Linked DNA regions of Mus musculus: region 1 is linked to region 2. A link is a contact called in public Hi-C data. All regions are on one chromosome and are shown on one strand. The core of a region is the stretch at or near the end of the contact, and the rest is flanking DNA. Distances in the headings are between cores, read along the strand shown. Region 1 has its middle 16 kb from the start of Gm41824. Region 2 has its middle 39 kb from the start of Gm34076.

Region 1 (4,360 bases), core at 136-2,635, 110 kb after region 2:
AAGTTATTTGGCTTTTTGTTTTTATTTTTAAAAATCAAGATTCAAGTCAATTCTTAAGTTAAAAAAAAAAAATCAATCCAAACTTGAATGAGAAATTCAGCAGAGACAGAATTAGAAGGAAAAAAAAATGTAGAAATTAAAAGTTCAAGTAAGCCAGGCATGGTGGTGCACACCTTTAGTCTCAGTACTCAGGAGGCAGAGACAGTGGATATCTAAATTAGAGGCCAGCCTGGTCTACAGATCGAGTTCTGGAACAGCCAGGGCTACACAGAGAAACTCTGTTTCAAAAAACAAACAAAATCCCAACTAATGTAACAATAGAACAGACTAGATGGTGGAAAGAGATTAAAGATAAGGTTGAAGAATTCTGAGGTTCAACAACAAAGCAAATTAAGAGACCAACCACAACCACCACTCCTGGGGACATGAGTAGGAGACCAAATATTCATAGCGTGTGCTGTGTGACACAAACTATTCACCTTGGAAGAAGGAATCCAGAGCGTCAGAAGGGCCTGTGGAGATGTCTGTGGATTATTTTTCATGATTGATGGTTAATGTGGGAGGGCCCAAAGCACTGTGAGAGCTAACGTGCTATCCGGGCAGGTAGTCCAGGTTGTATCACCAAGGTAGTTCAGCAAGCCAAGAAGCACATGACCTCTGCTTCAGATTAGCTTCCAGGCTCCTACCTTGAGTTCTTGCCTGGCTTCTCTCAGTGATGGACTTTAACCCAGAAGGCAAAGAAACCCTGTCCTCCCCATTGCTTTTGATCATGGTATTTTTATTAGAGCAATAGAAAGTCAATTAGGACGGGTGTAAAAGAAGGATCTGAGGTGCAGGCTGAAAGGCATAGGGAAACTTAGTAATTGAAGCTGTAGAAGGCAGTTTCAAAGCCTTGGGGGGGGGGGGGGGAGTAAACATTCATTTGCATTGGTTTGGCAGGAAGGAAGCTGAGGATACCTGTTCTTCAGAGAAGAAGAGTTACAGACCGCACCATTGCCACAGACATCAATGATAGAGCCCTGAAGAATGATAGATACAGAGCTTTCGGGTTGAAGGCGAGCTTCCATAGGAAAGTGAGCTATCGTGCACACCTTTGCTACAGGGAAACTCAGGCTTCCTTTCGGGGCTTTTAATCACATTATTAATATAAGAACTTTAAAAAAACATATTCAGAAGAAAGCTTGTGAATAATCTTATGAGTCTTTGAGAAAGACAACATGGCGAGAGAGCTACGTCCTTGGCAGATGCAGGAGGGAGTTAGAGAAGAGAGGAAGCCATGCTTTTCGAGTTAGGGTCCAAAGAAACCAGGCAGGTTCAGAGGTGCAGGTTGGTGAGTCGCCACAGAGTAGAAAGAGAAGGGAGCTTATGAGAGTGAGGGGAACGCCCAGGGCGAGGGGAACGCGTGATCAGCCAAACGAATGAAAAGAACGCAAACTCTGGCAGGTGCTGCACAGCTACAAGGGCTGAGCTGAGCAGAGGAAGCCTTCCTTATCTTAACTCGTCTTTGGGTAGAGTAGATTGGGGGCAGGGCCTGTGGAGGGGCACTCCTGGCTAGGTGATTGATAGATTGACTGAGAAAGTGGTTTTCTCTTAAATAGGTCTCAATAACGCCCTCCACCTTTTCATGTGGTAATTTAAGTCTTTGGCAGCCAATTGTAATGGTTTCCTTCCTACACTTGGTTACTAAGGTAACAGAACTTAGGGATCTAAACTGACCCTGAGGGAGGAAACTCATCCCCAATGGCGTCCAAGCCTGATACTGCCTATCTAGCTACCTAACATTCGCCTCTACAAGAACCAAAGGCTCTGGGAAGCATTTACACCAATTGAGAGGGATCCTTCACCAACTTCCGGTGAGGGATGGAGAGCCGATCGTTGATCAGTGGCCAGAAGATGGATCTGTTGCAGGTGGAACAGGTCTTATATGACTCAGATCCCTGAAGGGGAGCACTAGCACCAGGATATCCTATCCGAGTTACGACACCGATGTTATTAGCAGTTGAAGAGTACCTTGGTGTATTAGGCAGGGGCCTGGGAATCAAGGAATGCTGCAGAAATGGCACACCACAACAGATCTCAGACAAGAGCTTTATTGTGGGGGGTTTGCAGAGGTGAAAGGCTGTCTCTGAGCAGGAATTAAGAGAGAGACAGAGAGAGACAGAGATAGAGAGACAAAATGAGAGAGACAGAGAGCAACAGACAGAGTGGACCATGATGGTGGGGACTTTTTAATGGGGACCCATGTCACATTTGCTGGCTGGTGATGATGTGATGACATGGCTGTTGGTACTCCGTCGCCAAAGGCAGGCTGGGGAGACCTGGTTCCTAACAAAAACAAAAACTAATAAAAAAAAATGGCAATGCATAACAAAAAAAGGAACTCTTCAAAAGTACTTATATGCTAAAAAGATTAATTTTAGGGTTTATCAACTAAAGGTAAAGTCTAAAGTTACCCCTCCTTTCCCTATGACCTTAATTATTTTTCTTTGATTTATAATTTTCCTTGAGCAACTTTTTTTTTTTCATTTTACTGTATGTAAGGTAAAGTGTCTTTATTATATACAGTAGTCCTAAAATTCCTTACAGCCTTAAAAAAAAATCTCAGCCTGGTGTGCATTGAGATACCCACAGTTTATGGGAACTCCTGCAGGGTTTTAAACAAATCAAGCTAAATCTATGCCATCACCCCCCCCCCCGTGCACACACACACATACACACACACACACACACACCACATTGCTGGGATTTTTGCTGACACCCGTCTTCAAGCAGGTACATTGGCCCATTGTTTAAGTGGTTTGGTGTTCCTTTTTGTTGTTCTATGAAGAAGCCCACTAAATGTTTTAGTGCTACCAACATCAATAAAATTAAATTAAATTAAAAAGACATTTTCTCTGGCCCATCCACAGCCTGCTCCTGGGTCATATAAAGACACCTTTGGGGAAAACAGCTTCATAGAGCCTGACCCCCTCCCTCCTATAACTGGTGTGGCAGATGAAAGAGACACTTACAGCTCTCAATGTGGCTATCAGAATACTGGAACAACAGGACCTAAGGATGATGGAAGTTCCCCAGAATCTTGTGCTGGGAAAAGAAAGGGCACCAGCCAGAGGACGAACTTTCTTTGGCGAGGGAATTTCCAATTTAGAGATGAGACTAAAACCCAGAAAGTGATGAGACAATGTTAGGTGTGATGGCGTCTTACCCAGGTCTGCTCACATGTGCGCATGTGTGCACACCCTTGGCATTTAAGCTATGATCGAACTTCAGGGCCCCGACGACAGACTTGAGGGCTTTGCTGGGTCTCTATCCCCAGCATCCCAATGTGGCCTCATTGAATAAACCTCCTCCTCCCGTTTTCTACTTTTAATTTGGTTCTTTTAATTAGCTTCTTGGGAAGTATGAACACTTCTACCTCAGCCCCTGCAGGGTGTGTGTGTATGTGTGTGTGTGTGTGTATGTGTGTGTGTGTGTGATTGTGTGCTCATGTGCATGGTGAGTATGAGTGTGTGTGCATGGGTGATGACTCTGTGTGTGTGTGTGTGTGTGTGTGTGTGTGTGTGTGTGTGTGTGTGTGAAAACCTTAAGTCTACAGGACAAACTTCACTTTTTGACCTTTTGTGCTCCTAGGCCTTCTTATATCTTAAAAACAATAGAGATAAACTTTCTACCTTTCTTAATAAACTGGGTGCACCTGATTTCATGAACTTGTGTCAGGTCTCTATATCTTCATTTGTCTCAATATGCTTTTTTTGTTTTGTTTTGTTGTTTTTTTGTTTTGTTTTGTTTTGTTTTTTGTTTTTGTTTTTGTTTTTGTTTTGTTTTTTTTTGAGACAGGGTTTCCCTGTGCAAACTTGGCTGTCCTGAAATTCACTCAGTAGACCAGTAGGCCACAAACTTATAGAGATCTACCTGCCTCTGCCTCCCAAGTGCTGGGATTAAAGGTGTGTGCAAGTTTTTAAGTTAAAAAAAATATTAAATTTGCTTTTAGGGACAAAAGATACATAATCATACAATTTTGGTCAAAATGTCATTTTTTTTATCCTTATCCTAATTCTGGTTCTATAATAAGGGTTGTATTGTTTGGAGGTATAAATTAACTGTAAAGTCGTTACTCTTACTACAGGATGTAATTTTTTCTGATAGATATTTGCCCTCCCTTGAGATAAAGAAGATAGCTTATGTCATATATATGTAGATAGATAGATAGATAGATAGATAGATAGATAGATAGATAGATCCTTTTTAAAAACAGACAAACTTTTTTTTTAAATCCTTGTTTTAGCCAGGCCTATGCAAAGAAAAAAAAATAAGTGTTTTTTTCTTAGTCATTTTGAAAACCTACTTTTAGTTTTACACA
Region 2 (4,143 bases), core at 1,250-3,749:
GGGGAAGCTCTGTGACAGGTCACCAGCCCACAGGTCACCAGCCCATAGGTGTGGCTCTTCCCTGTGACCTTCATCTTGCAGTAACACATAGGAAGAGAAATGGTTGCTGCTGAAGCAGGCCCTTTGTGCCTTTCAGCCTGTAGTTTACTACTAATCAACCCCTTTGTATCTTCTCTTCACCCTCTGGCCTTCAGTAATTAAATCTAGGATATCCCAGAAGTTGTTTTTCTTATTGATACCTCTACATCAAAACATCACAGGGTAACTGTCAACCCGAAACACTGGAAGAAGGACGACTCTCTCTCTATCCTTCGCCTGCTTGCCTTGTGGGACTGAGCAACTGCTAGATCCTTGAACTTCCATTCACAGCTGCTGCTGACCACTGTTGGGAGTCAAACTGCAGACTGTAAGTCATCAACAAATTCCTTTACTATATAGAGATGACCTATAAGTTCTGTGACTCTAGACAACCCTGACTAATACAGAAGTTGAGCTCTAATCTCAAAGGGAAGAGAGAATTTATTCAAGAGCAGTGGTTCTCAACCTGTGGATAATGACCGTCTCTGGGATTTGAAGGACTTTCACAGGGGTCCCATAGCAGATATCCTGCCTGTCAGATATTTACATTATTATTTTTACATATTTACATATTTATATTCACAACAGTTGCAAAATTACAGTTATGAGGTAGCAATAAAGATAATTTTATGTTTATTAAAGGGTCACAGCCTTAGGAAAGTTGAGAATCACTGCTTTAGAACCAGATGTGAGCTATCATAACCTAGGAATGCAGCTATCAAATGCCAGGATCAATGTGGTAACAGTTTCATGGAGTCTTCATAATTATAGAACAAATGAGAACTATAGATCCACGCACTTTTCAAATGCATGGGCGGAATCTGACGCGTTCCTTAGCATTGGTAGAAAGCGGTGATGTGTTAAATCCTAAAAGGGTTCATGGGACAGTCCCAAGGATCTAGGCCAGACACAGAGATGGGTGCCATAGATTGCTAGTAAGGAAAGCTAAAAAGAACCCCAACATAGTTTGATCTGGGCTCTGTTAACATCTCAGCTCTCCACAAACACAAAGTTGTAATCAGTCAGTCAGCCTGGTAGAGTCTTTTTTTCTGAGAATTTCAGTTAATAATAATAATAATAATAATAATAATAATAATAATAATATATTAATGTCATTTTTTAAATTATGAGAACAAAGATGGACAATCACTTCAAAAGAAAATCACTTGACTCACAATTCTAGAAGATCCGAGCAGCCTCATACCACTGTCCTGTCCAGAGGCCCCTGTGGAAAAGCAGAAAGCGAGCCAGTGGCCTGCAGAAGCGGCCAAGCCCATGGGTGTCCTCGCTTTTTAACCACCTGCTCTAGAAGGAAGTAACTCAACAGCCAATCGCATTCCTCCAAGACTGTCCCCTCCTGGAGGTAGGTGTGCCCTGGCCAGATCACCTTCACTCCGCTGTGGCTCTTTAGTCTCCTCCTCCACCCAGCCATACCGGAGGCCCGCAATACCAGCCCAAAGCTTCCTTACTTCCACTTTGGGGGTCGACTAAATCTAAACCCTGGCAGAGCCTCTTCTCCCATCACATAGAGCAGAGTGCCCCATCGCAGCCTGCTAGGTCGAGTGGAGAGATAGATTTAACACGTACAAACGATGAGTCTCAGCTGGTTCTAGGCCAAGGCATCTGGGCCAGATCCCTATCAAAGTGCTATAGATAGTTTAATCTCTACAACACCTGCAGGAGGCAAAGGCCGCTTCTCCTTTATAGCCCAAGACCCTAAGGTTTAAGAAATCAGTTACTGCCCCAGTGGCCCTGCCTATGCTGGATCCTCCCCCTGCCCGTCACCAGTGTTAAAAACACTCTACCCAGTCACCTCTGAAGAAACAACACAGGCGCTCCTCCGTCTGAGAACTGAGATAAGGATGAGAGCTACAACAGGAATCTGCTTCCTGCTAGTCTTCTTTCCCCCCTCATCCCCCTCTCTCCCTCGTGTGAGATGACACAAGTTCGTTCTCTTGTAAAGGTCACAGACCACTCTTCCTGGCTCACCTGGCCTACCTATGCTATTGACCGGAGTTGCATGAGATACACACACACACACACACACACACACACACACACACACACAGAGGCCCTGGCAGGCTAATCCTACAAAGAGAATCTCCATGGCCCGGGCTGCACCCTCCTCACCAAGAGGCCCAGCCTCGCATTGGCCCTCTCTCTTCCTCGCTGCCAGCTGAGCTATCCTCCACAACACTCACCCTCATCGCTAGGGAAAGGGGCCACCTAAGCTGGGTAGCACCACGTTCTTTAGTGGGGTCTTAAAGACAAAGGAGATACTTCGGTTTCCTTACCCGACAGGGAGAGAAGCAGGAGCTACCTTCCTGATCTCTGTATTTGCTCAAAAGACAAGGCTCCACAACTGGAGGCTCACCAGAGGGAACCTGAATGAGCCTGTTCTGAGCCGCTAGCTTTAGTTGGGCAAGCCCCGCCCCGCATCAAGTCCCGCCCCTGGGAAGCTCCACCCCTTCACCCAGCACTGCCCCCAAGCCACCGCGAGGCTTGCAGAATCGCTAGGTTTACTCTTTTTTTTTTTTTTTTTCCATTTTTTATTAGGTATTTAACTCATTTACATTTCCAATGCTATACCAAAAGTCCCCCATATCCACCCACCCCCACTCCCCTGCCCACCCACTCCCCCTTTTTGGCCCTGGTATTCCCCTGTACTGGGGCATATAAAGTTTGCAAGTCCAATGGGCCTCTCTTTCCAGTGATGGCCGACTAGGCCATCTTTTGATATATATGCAGCTAGAGTCAAGAGCTCCGGGGTACTGGTTAGCTCATAATGTTGTTCCACCTATAGGGTTGCAGATCCCTTTAGCTCCTTGGCTACTTTCTCTAGCTCCTCCATTGGGAGCCCTATGATCCATCCATTAGCTGACTGTGAGCATCCACTTCTGTGTTTGCTGGGCCCCGGCATAGTCTCACAAGAGACAGCTACATCTGCGTCCTTTCAATAAAATCTTGCTAGTGTATGCAATGGTGTCAGCGTTTGGATGCTGATTATGGGGTGGATCCCTGGCTATGGCAGTCTCTACATGGTCCATCCTTTCATCTCAGCTCCAAACTCCGTCTCTGTAACTCCTTCCATGGGTGTTTTGTTCCCAAATCTAAGGAGGGGCATAGTGTCCAGGTTTACTCTTCTAAAAGTCCTACTTTATCTGCTCTTCGGTCACTTGACCTCATTGAGCGCGTTCATCTTGTGAGGCCTGTGTGTCTAGTACTAACAATGTTTGCAGCTGAAAGGGACGTCAAAAAACTGTTAGCGCAGGAGGACCTATTATTAGCATTCTGTCTAAACTCCACCCCACAGTTAACTGGCAATAGCCAGGTATGCGCCTCCCCACAGTTACCTGGCAACAGTCAAGTGGGCCTGACCCACTATCAAAGGGGCTGCTTGCCCCACTCCTCCCTCTCTTGGTCTCTTGCCCTCTTTGTCTCTTGCCTTCTTGCTCCCTCCTCTGTCCCCTCCCCCTCCCCCCTCTCTCCACGTGCTCATGGGGGCCCTCTACTCCTCTACTCTTGCTCTCTGCCTCTGCTGCCCTCTTAACTCTCCTTCCCACGCCCTGAATAAACTCTATTCTATACTATACTCTACTGTCCTGTGACTGGTCCCCCAGGGGGAAGGGATGCCTTGGCATGAGCCCGTTGAGACACCCTGCTTGCCCCATACCTCACCACCACCCCCCCATAGAACAAATCCCCCTTCTCTTTATCTTTTTTTTATAAACACATCACCTATAGGAAGCAAAGTGGTTGGTTAATTTTGTTAATGAACAAGACGTTAAGGCACGCAGAAAACATAACCTTCCTCCAATGTTGAATGCAAATGCACTCCTAGGGTTTCGGTCCCCTGATACGAAGTGATCCCTTCTTTAAAGACTCTGCAGACTGTGTGAGCCCTGAGGGTTAATTGTGTATTTTACATTGGTTACTAAACCTCTCACTTAAAAACAACTAAGGTGGCTGAGGGAGAAGACTTAGCCAATAAGGTGCTTGCCACATAAGCATAATGGACCTGGGTTCTGTCCCTGGCACTAGGTAAAAAGTCTATTTCCAGCATTG

The links. A called contact is a pair of places that touch in the nucleus more often than the background predicts.
Region 1: a Hi-C map of embryonic stem cells shows a contact between it and region 2, with 3 times the contacts expected there. A contact is called at or near these places in 11 of 484 Hi-C or Micro-C datasets (the HL-1 cell line, embryonic stem cells, morula and 1 more), 1 of 130 datasets of targeted methods (embryonic stem cells) and 1 of 9 other capture datasets (embryonic stem cells).

What each region holds. Positions count from the first base shown.
Region 1 is chr19:24,063,091-24,067,450 of GRCm38.p6, forward strand. No RefSeq gene overlaps it. Among named protein-coding and RNA genes, the nearest start is that of Gm41824, 16 kb to the right of the region's middle.
Region 2 is chr19:23,954,307-23,958,449 of GRCm38.p6, forward strand. No RefSeq gene overlaps it. Among named protein-coding and RNA genes, the nearest start is that of Gm34076, 39 kb to the left of the region's middle.